2 separate regions of the Zea mays genome follow, and region 1 is linked to region 2. Evidence: chromatin contacts called from public Hi-C data. All regions are on one chromosome and are shown on one strand. The core of a region is the stretch at or near the end of the contact, and the rest is flanking DNA. Distances in the headings are between cores, read along the strand shown. Region 1 holds the start of LOC103654244 (probable pectin methyltransferase QUA2). Region 2 holds the start of LOC103654241.

Region 1 (6,241 bases), core at 3,727-6,226, 220 kb before region 2:
AGATACCTGTATGAACCATTTTACGGTTTGTACCGTTTAGAGATTAGAATCACACATATCCAAACACTGCAATGTTATGTATTATGCTCGGTATGCATCCAAGAACTTTAAATGAATTACAGACATAATTCACAACTGAATAATGGATTCCAAATCAGTGTAATTGACCAAAATTTCTTTACCTCTGGTCGTAGGATGCGGTCAACTTCCAAGAATATGTCAAGAGTAGAACATCTATGCTTGTGGTTCTTCTGAAGTGATAGAAAACCATCAGCGTGCACCATATCATATGTTCTTGGGTAAGTTGGAAATGCATCACACCTGAACACATGTCCAACCATCCATTATTTAACTGAAGGTTGGTCCAAACTCCAAAGATCAATATGCAATAAGTTGTCTGTCGAATTGATACTTCACTTATGCATCAATCTCCATGTATTGGCGTACACTAATAAAATTATGTGAAATTGGGATTCTATAATGCCTCTACAAACAACATTCCATACGATGTGTAGCATGTACGTTAAATGAATCCATTCAACATCTATTCTTCGACTGCCATATTGCTAAATGTGTTTGGCGTTGTATTCAAGTTGCGTTTAATATTTCACCTCCTAGGAGCATTGATCATTTATTTACACAGTGGCTTTATGGGGGTTGATATGAAACTTAGCAACAAAATTTAGTTTGGAGCGAGTGCTATATGTTGGGCCATATGGCTTTGTCGAAATGATGTGTTTTTTAACAATGCACAAGTTCCTACTCCTATGCAGGTACTTTTTAGAGGCACATACTCGATGAGACAATGGATGCTGCTGCTAAAGGAAGAAGACGGATTACAAGTAAAGCAGGGATGCAGGCTGCTTGAAGTCGCAATGATGCAAATCTTTGTTAAAAATGGCTGGAACTTTAGTAATCGATTGTGCTTGTAATCTGTAATGTAGTGGAGGCATCTATGTTTCGAGTATGGTTATGTTCCTGTTTGAACCCAGAATATTTGGTGTACTGGACAGCTATATGCATATTGTCATGCAGAGGCTGGAATAATCAAGTTATTCCCTTTTCTAAAAAAACATATGCATGTATTAATATTTGTGAGTTGTGATTGTCTATGAATTCAAAGTTTAGCTTGGAAACTGTCATAAAAGTTCAAGATTTGGCATCATCAGAGGATGCACCTGAAACGGAAAAAAAGGGAAAGAAGAATTCAAATCAGCAAAAGGAAAAGACCATACCAGTCATGTTGAACCCCGATAAAACCCCGGTCAAATATCAGCGGTAGATAGTTTGGGGCATCTGTAGGAACAACATTCATCACCCATACAGACTTTCCTGCCTTCAGTAAAGCAGCATTAAATCCACCAAAGTGAGCATTCATATCTAAAACATTCCTTAGCATGTTAAATGGTGGCTGTGGGTCCTCATCACCGGGTCTCTTTGGATGGTCTGAAAATATAAGTGGAGATAGCAAAGACCAGTAGTTTCGCACCATGGAGTCCCAGCTTGAGGTATCATCAGCAAAGACTTCAGGATGCACACCTGTTAAATTATAAGGTTGTTAATGCAAGACAGACAAGCATTTGAACATTAAGACACTAACATATTTTTTAACTTTGTTGATTTGTTTGCTTGTTTTTCCAATTGTACCATGTGGATGTGGTCAAATACTTACCATGTATGTCCAATTCTGTTGAGTTTTGTCTAGCCTGAGATGGCCAGGTGGTACGATATTCAATGGGGATCCAACGCTGACTTCTTGTGCCTGATATGCAGGGGTTTAGTGGTTGGTAGTATGGTGATTCTGGATCATGGCCACATAGCTCAGGCCCAGATTTTCTGTAAAACGACTCTGTAAGTTAATTACTAGTCTAAACAGGTAAACATTTATTATTATAAAACTTGTAGGTGTTGATAAGCAGCATAGTACCTCGAATTGTAACAGTCCCTTTTATTTGTCTTTTTCCATACAATTGTCTCATCTTGTTGTGACAGCATCTCCCAACAAAGACCCTCAGCAAAGTCACGAATGGCTGTCCATTTCTTTTGATTTTCTTTGTCACGCAAGGCTCTATGTGTATTCAAATTTGATGTCCATACAAAATACCCATCAGGCCTCAAAAGCCTGTTCACTTCAACTAAGAAAATGCCATCTGCAAAATTACAGAGAAAAGTGATGTTTACATATTTAGTAAGACTGTAAGAGATACTCCCTCCGTTTCTTTTTATTTGTCGCTGGATAGTGCAATTTTACACTATCCAGCGACAAATAAAAAGAAACGGAGGGAGTACTACTTTATCGCCATCCTAGAGTACCAAATTAAACGTGTCTTTACAGAAATCATATGTATGCAAAGTTTGCAGTAGCAAGGGTTAGAAGTCAACCAAAAGTTACCCACAACTGTACATCCTCAAATATTTAATATGCAGCTAGACATTTATATTGATCTTTACATGTGAAGTGCTAACTTAATATATTGCTTAATAACATTATATTTAATAAGAGCCAAGACATGTGGAAGAAGAAGACTTAAGACGTACCATTTTTGTACCATTCGATATTGCATTTCGCACAATGCACCATATCAAAGGAAAGATAGGGATATGGAAGCTGCTTCGTTGCAAATGAACCAATCATTGCAGGAATGCCTCTCTCTAGTGTAATTTGCACTTGGCTGCCTGATGCTTCATAGTTAGCAATGCACATGGTCAAGAGATCTCTCTCAAAAAGATGTGCCCCAAAGGTACCAAATCCACATTCTATGTCAAGGACTGTCCTGACCTGAAAATGGCATAGAAGAAACACCATCAGCAAGAAGAGTTTCAGTAAACATAAGTACATAACAATTATCCAAAGTCTTACTCTAGGCAGTCAGAGCATAAAGTGGTCTACAAGGTATGTCCAACTGTGTTTTGCATAATGATATTTTAAAAAATAATGTTCAAATAATGGATCATAGTGGAGATCCTAAGGTCCTGCCAACATACTTTTGCAGGTACAGTAGTAAACTCTGACATACACTTTCCAGCACATTGGGCATGTATATTTGTCAAATTAAGTAGAAATAGACCGGCACTTCCAGCAAGTCTACTCAACATGCAATATTTCTGAAGGACAAGTGGAAAGACTACAACAGACAAGTGTAGCTGAATAACAAATCATGATGTAAAAGGATCAGCTTAATGCTTAAACTGGTAAAAGTGGGACAGGGGTTCAGGGGTTTTCTCGACAAATGTGAGAAAGTCTTTTTCTTAATACAATGCCCGGGGGCTGTCTTACCCCCCGCAGGTCGATAAAAAAAATTCTTAAACTGGTAAATCAGACACGGAAACAATTTACGACGAAATACTGTTTTCCAAATAAACAGAACAGTTTTTCCCCAAAAGAACTGGACAACCATTAAAATTTAAATTTAAATACTTGAAAAGGTACCAAACCCAAAGCAAATGCTTTAAGGAGATCGCAATGCTTACTTATTGGAACCACTAAGTACAGGTGTTGAGTCCTTGAAAAAAAACCTAAATGTACGGAAAACCTTGGCAGAAGCCAGCAAATTCATATGGTGTTGACGAAGAGCACTAGCAATAGCAAGAGTGGGTGGCTCTTTTAAGAATGAGATTTTGTACAAAAGGACACCTCGTCGACAGAAATATCATTGGTTCAGTTCTATACTTTTACTTCAGCTAGTTCTGGACGTGCCTTCACTAGATTTGAAAGTGAAATAGGTAATTACAGGTAGTAATAAACTGAACAGGTGGCAACAACTCACTCCAGCCTCATTGAAATTGAACTCATTACGCAACCCAATCATCTCGGCAATTTGATGGGCATAATCCTCCACACCGTCGGCCATGTGCGCGTCGGACGGGAACGAGATCTGGTCCTCCTCCACCATCATCCTGTTATCAATGAGCAACCACCCAATTCACAACCAGCAGACCAAACCCAACAACACCTCGAATTTCACGGACGGGGCAAATTTTGTTGACACACCTCTTGAACAGGCTCCCGGACGAGAACTCGTGCCCGCTAATCCGCACGTTGTCCTTCCAGATGAAGCCCTTGCCGCTGGGCCATCGGACCGGAATCCGGTAGCTCCGCGGTGGCGCGACGAGGCAAGTGACCCTGCCGTCGCGCGTGCACTGGCGGTCGTAGCTTATGGCGACGCCGGCGCCCAGATCCGAGACGTCGACGGCGTCCGTGACGTTGTAGTAGCAGGGCACGTAGTCCTCGTACTCGGGCGGGCACACCTCCGCCTCCTTGGCGCGGGCGCCGCCGCCCGCGAGCTCGCCGATGTCGAGCAGGTCCGCGACCAGCTGCTCCTGCAGCCGCCGGTACCCGCGGTGCGCGGCGGCGGCGGCCGCGCGCGCCGCCGCGCCGCGCCCCGCGTAGAGCGTCCCCGCCCACGCGACCGAGCCCACGAGCGCGGCCGCCACCAGCAGCAGGACCCCGACCTTCACCGCCGCGTCCGCGAGGTGCCGCTTCCGCGCGCCGCCCCGGCCGAAGCCGCCGCCAATGCTGTTCTCGCTGGGCTCCTTGGGGTCGTAGTACGCGTACGCCTCGTCCGCCGCCGCCAGCTTGCCGCCGATCCCCGACACGCCCCTGTACAACGCGCGCGACATGCCTGCTGCTGCGGATGGATCTCAGGGGCCGCGCTAGTGCCGCATGGAACGCGACACGCGTGCCGCCACGCCACTGGACCGCAGCAGCGAGCAATTCCGCGTTGGCCTGCGCTGCGCTGCCTGCCGCTGCTCCACTTAGCACTACGGCCTCCTCGCCATTGCACGAGTAATGGGGATAGAGAAGATAGCAGCAGCAGTACGGCACGAGTATAAATCGAGTGAGACCCTTCGCCGTTTCCCTCCGGAATGCGGATCTCCTCCTCGCAGGACGGAACGGGGAGAGCAGGCGAGCAGCAAGATGAACACGGCCGTAAGCCCGTAACACACTAACACCAGTCGGTGGGCTGGTGCCTACTCCCTGATATAGCAGTAATAAATAGAGCTGAAGATTACGCTGGTCGAATGTCTGAATGACAGGTGGGCCATTGTCCACTGGGCCCTGCGGCCGGTGGCAGAGACGGGGTGTGTGCGTTGGGTTGGGCGTGGTGGGGCTGTTGGGAATGGAACTGAAAAATGCGTGCGGGCCCCGCAGGATTTTGGAGGTGTACCGATTTCGTTTGACGTATGTTGTTGGGTTCGGCCGGTCTCGTGATGCTACAGAAAGTCGCATACTCCCGTTGTTTAAACTCTGGCACGTAGTAGAGATTATTATACTAACACTGACGATTTACAGGGTGATTAGTTGATAATTGTGCTGGACATTAGATCCCAAACCGCTGCCGCCGCCGCATGTCACTCATGTGCAATCCCGGGGATCACAGGTAAAAAAGAATCCCAGCATGTGTACTAGGACGACGAGGATTGACCGGGGCAAGTTTAGGGTGTTTGGTTTGACTTTTGGCTTTGTCTTTTGCCCTCTAAAAGCCAAAAATCAAACTAAAAGGCTAAATCTAAAAAGCAGCTTTTTCTAAAAACCGACTTTCTTATAGTGCAAAACTAAAAGCAACTCTCGACCTGCTTTTAGCAGCTTTTAGGTGGAACTGTGAAAATATATATGAAAGAATTTTTAGCGACTTTTAGTGGTTTCCACCCAACGATTTTTAGCTTTTTAGCAGTTCACAGTCCACAACAGTTTTTTCATAGCTCACAACCCACAACAGTTTTTTTCACCGCCACAGCCCAACCAAACAGACTCTTATACACACACCATCAAAAGAAGCAATGCATAATGTCGGACGGAAAACCCAGCATGTATATTAGAGTCTGCTTGGTTCGTAGCTAACTGCATCACACTTTGTCTAAGAGCATCTTCAACAAGGTGACCCATAAAAATGCCTTATAACATGAAAACGAGATGTTTTGAGTCACCAAAAAACAATTTAAGTCCAACATTAAAGCCTTAAATCAGAGTAGTTATCCAAAATCTGGTTTAGCCAACCCTCCCATGCGCAGCCAGGTTTTCAATTTCCCTCCCGCCGAACCTCTGTACCGCTCGTTGTCGCCTCTTGCTCCTGCCCGGCGCCGTTGACCTACACCCAAATGCCAACCCAGGATCGAGACCAGGAACAACTACTCCCCTGCTGTCGCCCGTTGTTCCTCCACCCAGGCGTCCTGCACTTTCTTCCTCCTGCTGCTATGCTAATCGGACATCTGCCTTCTACACCTAGTACAAGGCCTTGGA
Region 2 (7,019 bases), core at 3,037-5,536:
ACACCACGCCAAGGCCTTACGGTTACGGCCTTCAAGCTGCGGCTGCAAGAGTGTCCAGTCCGGTGATGCTCACTGTTCATTGTTCATTGAATTCGACCCGTTCCGGCGTTTCCGGCGGGGGCAGCGGATTCATCAATTCGCCCGCCGTGGCGGAATCTGTTGTCCGTGCGCGTACGCGGCTACGCTACGCGCCTACGCTACGCCTGCGTCCTGCGACCGCCATCTCCAGCTGCACGGCTCACGGTCCGATACGAGACGAGAGCGATAGAGGGAAAGGCAAATAGGCAATAGGCAAGCAAAGCAAAGCGTTGCTGATTGCAAGATGGCAGTACTAGAATGGATGGGACGCTTCGACTGCAGCTGCTGAGACGCGAGCACGCGGCGCCTCTCGGTCCGGGATTGCCCCAGCGAGTGCGAGACGCTTGCTGTGGAAAGCTGCGCTGGCGCTGAGCAAGGATACTGCACAATCTTCAGCTTTCTATCGACTGGTCGTCGTCTATCGATCGAGCTTTACTACACAACATGATCGTGCTATACTACTCTCGATGCTCGAAGCCTCCTGCATCGCTCTCCATCGTTGACTGCGACTGGCTGCCAGGGGCCAGGGGAAGCGTCAAAGAACCACGGGCAATATGACTGGTACGAGTCATCATGAACAAAAGTTTTTCTTTTTTTCTTTTTTGCAAAAATATTACGCCGCTTTCTCATATCATGACCATCCAAAGAATTCCGTGCTTCTGAGCTTAATAATAAGAAACCGAAAACGTTTTCGAATATATCCATATGATGTCGATGAAGCGATTGTCGTATCAATCATATGAGAAAATAATTAACTACGAGGGACTCTTCTATAGCCCATAGTGCGTCATCTTCAGTTAGGTCATTTTGTTCTTCAAAGTGTTTTTTTTTCTTTTACCTTAACGCATTCTAGGAATAATGGCTCTATGTCCATCTCTTATGCTTTTTTTTTTGCAATATTGATGTTGTGGTTGAAGCCTTCATATCCATACTTTATAAAATAGGAAATGGCCCCTTTAGTTCGTTGAAACAAAGCATCTATGCGCACAGTCTAAGATTACAGTTTTTTACTCACCGTATTTATAGAAAAATAGACTAACATGCAAAATAGTTGTACCGCATAAAAAATAACTCAAAATTCTCAAGTGCAGTTACTAAACTTTTGGGGGATCACTCAATCATTTTGGGTCATTTGCATACCATCTCTCTACTTACAGCAAAACATCCTTTATTTGGGGGAGTTCGGAACCTAGCAATTTGTACACTTTTTTATCCGACTCTCCTAACGAGCAGTGAACAATCATTTGACTTTTAGTTTTGGAATATTGTCAAGCAAATTCTTGCACCTTTTAAAAGAACTTGAGAACAATCGTATGTACCCATTGTATACCACTAAAGAATGAAATGGCTTTGGTACAAGACTATGCCATATCAGCAAGAGTCAATATAGATTATGACAAGTGATGAGGCGGGCATACGCGATAGCGCATGCTCTTATGGTATGTAAGTGGTGATTAATGTAGAGGATCTTGATGTGTTTAAAGAAGGTATTTATAAAAAAATCGTGGAGTCGTCTCTCCGCGAAAAGACTTATCTGGCTCGTAACCCAAATAGCAACATACACTCCACTTTCCACTGTACGAATTTGTCGTCTGTTGTATCGATTAGATGTTATACAAACGTATTTACTTTTGTATTTATTAATAGACTATATTTATAGTCACTCTATTGTATAATAGAGTCTTTTAGTTGTCTTGTCTTTTATGATTGGAGAACCGTTTTGGTGTCTTTTCGTGCAACGATTTGCCCCGATCTATCGAATCGATCTTCCATGCTCAGAGAGTCGGAGTAGATCGTGCCCCTTTCAGTAAAGCCCTATTGTCGTGGCCGCGTTGCCCCTCCGGAACCCCATGGCCGCGCGTCCGGTTCAAAACTTATTTATTCAACTGCAACTGTGTGCAAGTCTTACAGTTTGTTCAATTGGCAAGCGATCACCTACGTGCAGTTCACCTTCGACGAAGCCGCCAGACGCGTGACGGGAGGACTGCTTAAATATCCTGAGCAGTGATGTGTTTTAGCCTGGTGAAATCTTGTTCCCTTGTCGGGCCTACGACGAGGCGTGCCTACGGAGCACGTGGCACAGCCTGTCCGCCCGCCGTGCGATTCCAGGCGCCTCGTGCGCGTCCGCCGAGACGACGCGTTGGAATTGTTTGACGGCCGGACCGGAGCGCCGGCCAACTTCGACAGCCGACAAGCATCGCTCGCTAGTGGCCATAGTGGGAGGCATCATGTCTGCGTGCGGAGAACACAAGGAGGAGGTGTCGAGAGCGGGGAATGGAGGCCGTGCGGTCTCGGCCTGGATCGGGCGGCAAGGGAACCACGAGCCCAAGCCTCTGACTTTCTTGCTGCCGCGCCCTGGCGTCATTCCAGAGGCAGAGCACGCTACTTGGAGGCTACGTACTCTGCCCACAGTTTGTGCGGGGTCAGGGTCACGGCGAAAGTTGCGTGCTTGCATCATGCGAGCCTTGTTGCACATCCTCCCATTCTGGGCTGCGCCTATAGAAGTGGATGTGACAATGCGTGGCATCCTTTCCTTTGGGAGACTGCTCGGTCCGGCTGTGGGTTGACCATTCTTCCACACGGCACTGATGAAAGCTGTCGTGGCGCAATGAGCACGTGATGAGGAAATGCTGGAATTGGGATGCCATGCAAAATGTACATGACCTGTGACCGTTCGGTGAATAACATTGTTTTAGAGTATAGACAACACTATTTACAAAAGTGTGGTTTCGAAAAAAAAAAGTGGGATATAATAGACATAAACTAGGTTTATGGTTATGGTCTTATGGACTTGGGAACTCCAGTCTAATCTCCATTGTCTCCGCATGTTCGCTACGGCTTACTACGGTTTTAATCCAGCTACGTCTGTCGCTTCTACAGTATTTTATCTCTATAGATTACAGCTGCAGCGGTCCGAACAACAGCAACAACCGCGGCTACAGAGCAGCCGATTAGGCAAATTGCTTGCCGATCTGCTTGAAAGAAAGCGTGTTGTGTTGGTTCGTGCAATCAAACAAATATCGTTTGCTTAAGCATACTAGTAGATTGTGCGCTTTCAGAAAAGCTCGGGAGGCGATCAGAGGGTGTTTGATCTGGTCAGGTAGACAGAAATTTAGGTTTATCCGCACTGGAGGGACTCGATCGGCTACACTACTCGAGATATAGTTACGCAAAGGTTAAAATATGCTACAGCTAGCGGCCTGCCTTATAAGGTTGTCCACATCGGTTCCCCCTAAATTTTTCAGTTTATATGTTACTATGCAGCCACGTCAGCAAGATTCTCTCCCCTATATTCAATCTTCTCGCAACCGTTTCCTCTCTCTCTCTCTCTCTCTCTCTCTATATATATATATATATATATATATATATATATATATATATATATATATATATATATATATATATCAATCCAACTACCATCAACTACCATATTTTTTCAATTTTTATTTTCTTAACGTACAAATCCATTGAATAATTGATTTAATTTTTTCAATTAGACATATAATCTCCATAAAATATTGAGGGGCACATAATGTGTATAATTATGTACTATTTAATTTCTAAATTTTAAAAACCCATAATTAAGTATACAATGGAACACTTGATTACTGAAAATCTCTTAGAACTGAAATTGATAAGCAATCACAATCGCAGTCGGTAAAAAAGTGCAGGAGCATTTGTGAATGGAATCTACTGAAAAGCAACAGGAATCCGAAAAATAAATAATGAACACACACAGAGAGAGGAGCAGCCGAGGATGCCAAACCAACTGGATTGGTACTATCCACAGCAGAGGAGACATGCTTTGGCTGCTCCTGCTCATTTGTTTGATATTGTGATCCAGGGAAAATGACTTGAACACTGATATCTGCGCAGGATGAACAAGGAGAAAAGTTTTTGAAACTGAACAAGGATGGACAAGGTACCAAACTGCAACTGAAATTAACAAGTTACGAAGTCCAAACTGGACAAGGATGAACTAGAATGAACAAGGTACCAAACTGAAACTGAACAAGGTAACAAACTGAAACTGAACAAGGTACCAAACCAAACTGAAACTTGATCACGGTACCTTCAGATGAAGTACTCATCTTCTTGTCTGCCTGAGTCGCTGGAGTTGATAACCAGAGTTGGCTCTTGTTCTTGATCAGCAATTCAACGCAGTAGTTGGTCGGGGTCTCGGGGAGGAGGAGGAGGAGCCAGGGATCAGCTCAGGGAGGACTGGAGGGAGGACCGGAGGAGTCGTTCCTCGTTCACCAGGAAGGAGAAGACAGATGGGAATTGAGAATTTGAGATCACGAGACAGAGAGATCAAAAGAAAACAAGAAAGTAAATATGGTTTTGGAAACAAGGCGCCTGCTCGGAGTACATCGATGGGAATGCTTCCTCAGCGCCGCAACGTCCTGTTGTTGGGCCTCGTCGTCGGCGAGATCGAGCGGATCCGAGTCGGCCTTCCTCCGCCTTGCACATTGTCGTGTCCAGGCCTCCGCGCTGGAGTCCAAACCCACCGCAACGGAGCGGGAGGTTTCTTCGCCAAGGCGCGCTCGCTGCCATCCTCCGGAAGGAAAGGTTGGGGGATGAATAGTGCTCCGCCTGATCTAGCGTGAGAGAGAAGAGGAACCCCAGGTAGGGGGTACTGCAGGGAGAGGCGATGCGGGAGGAAGGGGGTGATTTTTGCCCCTTGCATGAGCACAGTAATAGGGGAGGGGAGCCGTAGGGCAGTGCGTTGCTGACAGTCTAACGACGCTATTTTTCCCTAGGAGTGCTCGAATGGCAAATGTAGCGTTGTACGACACAAACAAACGCTATCCACGGCTTGATAAGGTTGTCCGCAGGCGTTCCCCCTAAATTTTCCCCCCTAAATCTTACTATGCAGTCACGTCAGCAAGATTCCCTCTCCTATATTCACTCGTCCCACAACCGTTCCCCCTAAATTTTACCCTACATATCCCTCTACTCATTAAATATACATTTCCCTATAACTAACATAACTAACTTCAGTTTTTATTTATTTTCTTTTCTGTTTTACGTTAGGCTTAAACAGCTCGTACTTTTTACCAAAAAAATATATTTAATTATTTGTAATACATTACGCATAATATAGAAAAAATCAAATAATTTATCATTTATTTGAAAAATACATACATCATTTCATTTAACATTTAATTGGTAAATGCAAACATTAATTAACAATTCTGGTATGCCAAAATTTTGCATATATATTGGGACGAAATATAATGAACGACACTTTCGTTGCAACATAAACCGTCCAGTCGTACGGACGAAGCCAGGAGTGCCTTACAATGGAAGGCACGGTTGCCTTTCAAAGGAAGCCACGGTTGGCTTCCAATGGAAGCCCCCAGCTTCCCCCTGAAGTCGCTTTGGTCTTCCCTATATATATGCTATCAATCTCTAGCATAATGTACGCCCATTGTTCTGAGTTCATCAAGTTAGCCATAGCTCGGTATGTCTCACAGTCATACGGAAGATGATTATGCTTCGAGTGATTCGAGTGATAGTGAGGACGAAACTATTTTGCTAGTCAAACTACTCACCCTGAACATTGCGGCTCAGCGCCATCACCGACGACGGTTGGGTTTACCTCGCCGTGTCATTCACAGAGATCATTTTGCTGGAGAAAACCTCATCCAGCATCACTACTTTGGCGCGAACCCAGTGTATCCACACCATGTGTTTCGTAGAAGGTACGCACTTCATATTATTGTCATAGGTTATCATTTGTTCAACTTTTCACAAATAACCAATGCAATTTTGTTAGGTTCCGCATGAGTAGGTCATTGTTTCTCCGCATTCTGCAAGGTCTTCAACAGCACAATACTTACTTTACACAAAGAGTAGACGCAACTGGTATGCCCGGACTAGGTCCATTACAAAAAGTTTGTGCGGCAATGCGGATACTTGCTTATGGGTTACCTTCTGATGCGGTAGACGAGTATATTCAAATTGGGGAATCAACCGCTAGGGAATGCCTTCATCATTTTTGTCGCGCAATCATTGCATGTTTTAGTGGCTGGTATTTACGAACTCCAACTCAAGATGACATTACACGCATCATGCATAATGGCGAGTCTAGGGGTTTTCCTGGCATGTTGGGTTCCATAGATTGCATGCACTGGGAGTGGAGGAACTGTCCAACGGTTTGGCGTGGTCAATTTTGTGGCCGAAATGGTAGAGCATCGATGATACTGGAAGCAGTAGCATCGTATGATCTATGGATTTGGCATGCTTTTTTTGGCATGCCTGGGACAAACAATGATGTAAACGTGCTCCACCGATCCCCAGTATTTGACCCAATGACTACTGGTCGAATGCCACCAGTCAATTACACAGTAAATGGTCATGCGTACAACTTCGGTTATTACCTTGCTGATGGTATTTACCCCAACTGGCCTACTTTTGTCAAAGCAAACCGACACCCATACGAGGAAAAGAAAGTATATTTCACTCAGATGCAGGAAAGTTGTCGAAAGGATATTGAGCGTGCATTTGGAGTTCTTCAAGCCCGGTGGGCGGTGCTCCGTGGACCAGCTTATGGTTGGGATCGTAATCGTTTGACAGAGATAATGACAGCTTGCATCATCATGCACAACATGATTGTCGAAGACGAAGGGCCTTTTGCTGCAAACATTGATTTCGGAGACATCTCTTCAAGGATTGAACCATCTCAAATTATAGGAGAAGGCCGGGCGGAATGGGTTATTAACCACTTTGATCTTCGTCGCCAAGAAAGATCGTGCTCACTTCAAAATGATCTTGTCGAGCATTTATGGGCTCGCTGTGGAAGTATGTAAGAATTATGTGTCGTAGCTGCTTAGTTCGCACTTAAATTAAGTCCTTGTAATGTCATGTCGTCTATTTAAGTATTCCAATAAATTACCAAAGTTGTTTCGAAAATGTCCGGACAGCCGGCTTCATATGTG

What was found. A called contact is a pair of places that touch in the nucleus more often than the background predicts.
Region 1: a Hi-C map of leaf shows a contact between it and region 2, with 5 times the contacts expected there. The contact joins the promoter of LOC103654244 here to the promoter of LOC103654241 in region 2. A contact is called at or near these places in 2 of 25 Hi-C or Micro-C datasets (bundle sheath and leaf).

The regions. Positions count from the first base shown.
Region 1 is chr4:185,440,944-185,447,184 of Zm-B73-REFERENCE-NAM-5.0, reverse strand. It overlaps LOC103654244 (probable pectin methyltransferase QUA2), which reads right to left and starts at 4,976. Exons shown (of 8, transcript XM_008681074.3): 1 at 3,992-4,976; 2 at 3,768-3,897; 3 at 2,539-2,779; 4 at 1,928-2,150; 5 at 1,673-1,836; 6 at 1,236-1,539; 7 at 183-321. The coding sequence starts at 4,620.
Region 2 is chr4:185,215,459-185,222,477 of Zm-B73-REFERENCE-NAM-5.0, reverse strand. LOC103654241 reads right to left here and starts at 4,286. Exons shown (of 2, transcript XM_008681070.4): 1 at 4,151-4,286; 2 at 1,940-2,673. The coding sequence starts at 4,169. The coding sequence ends at 2,126.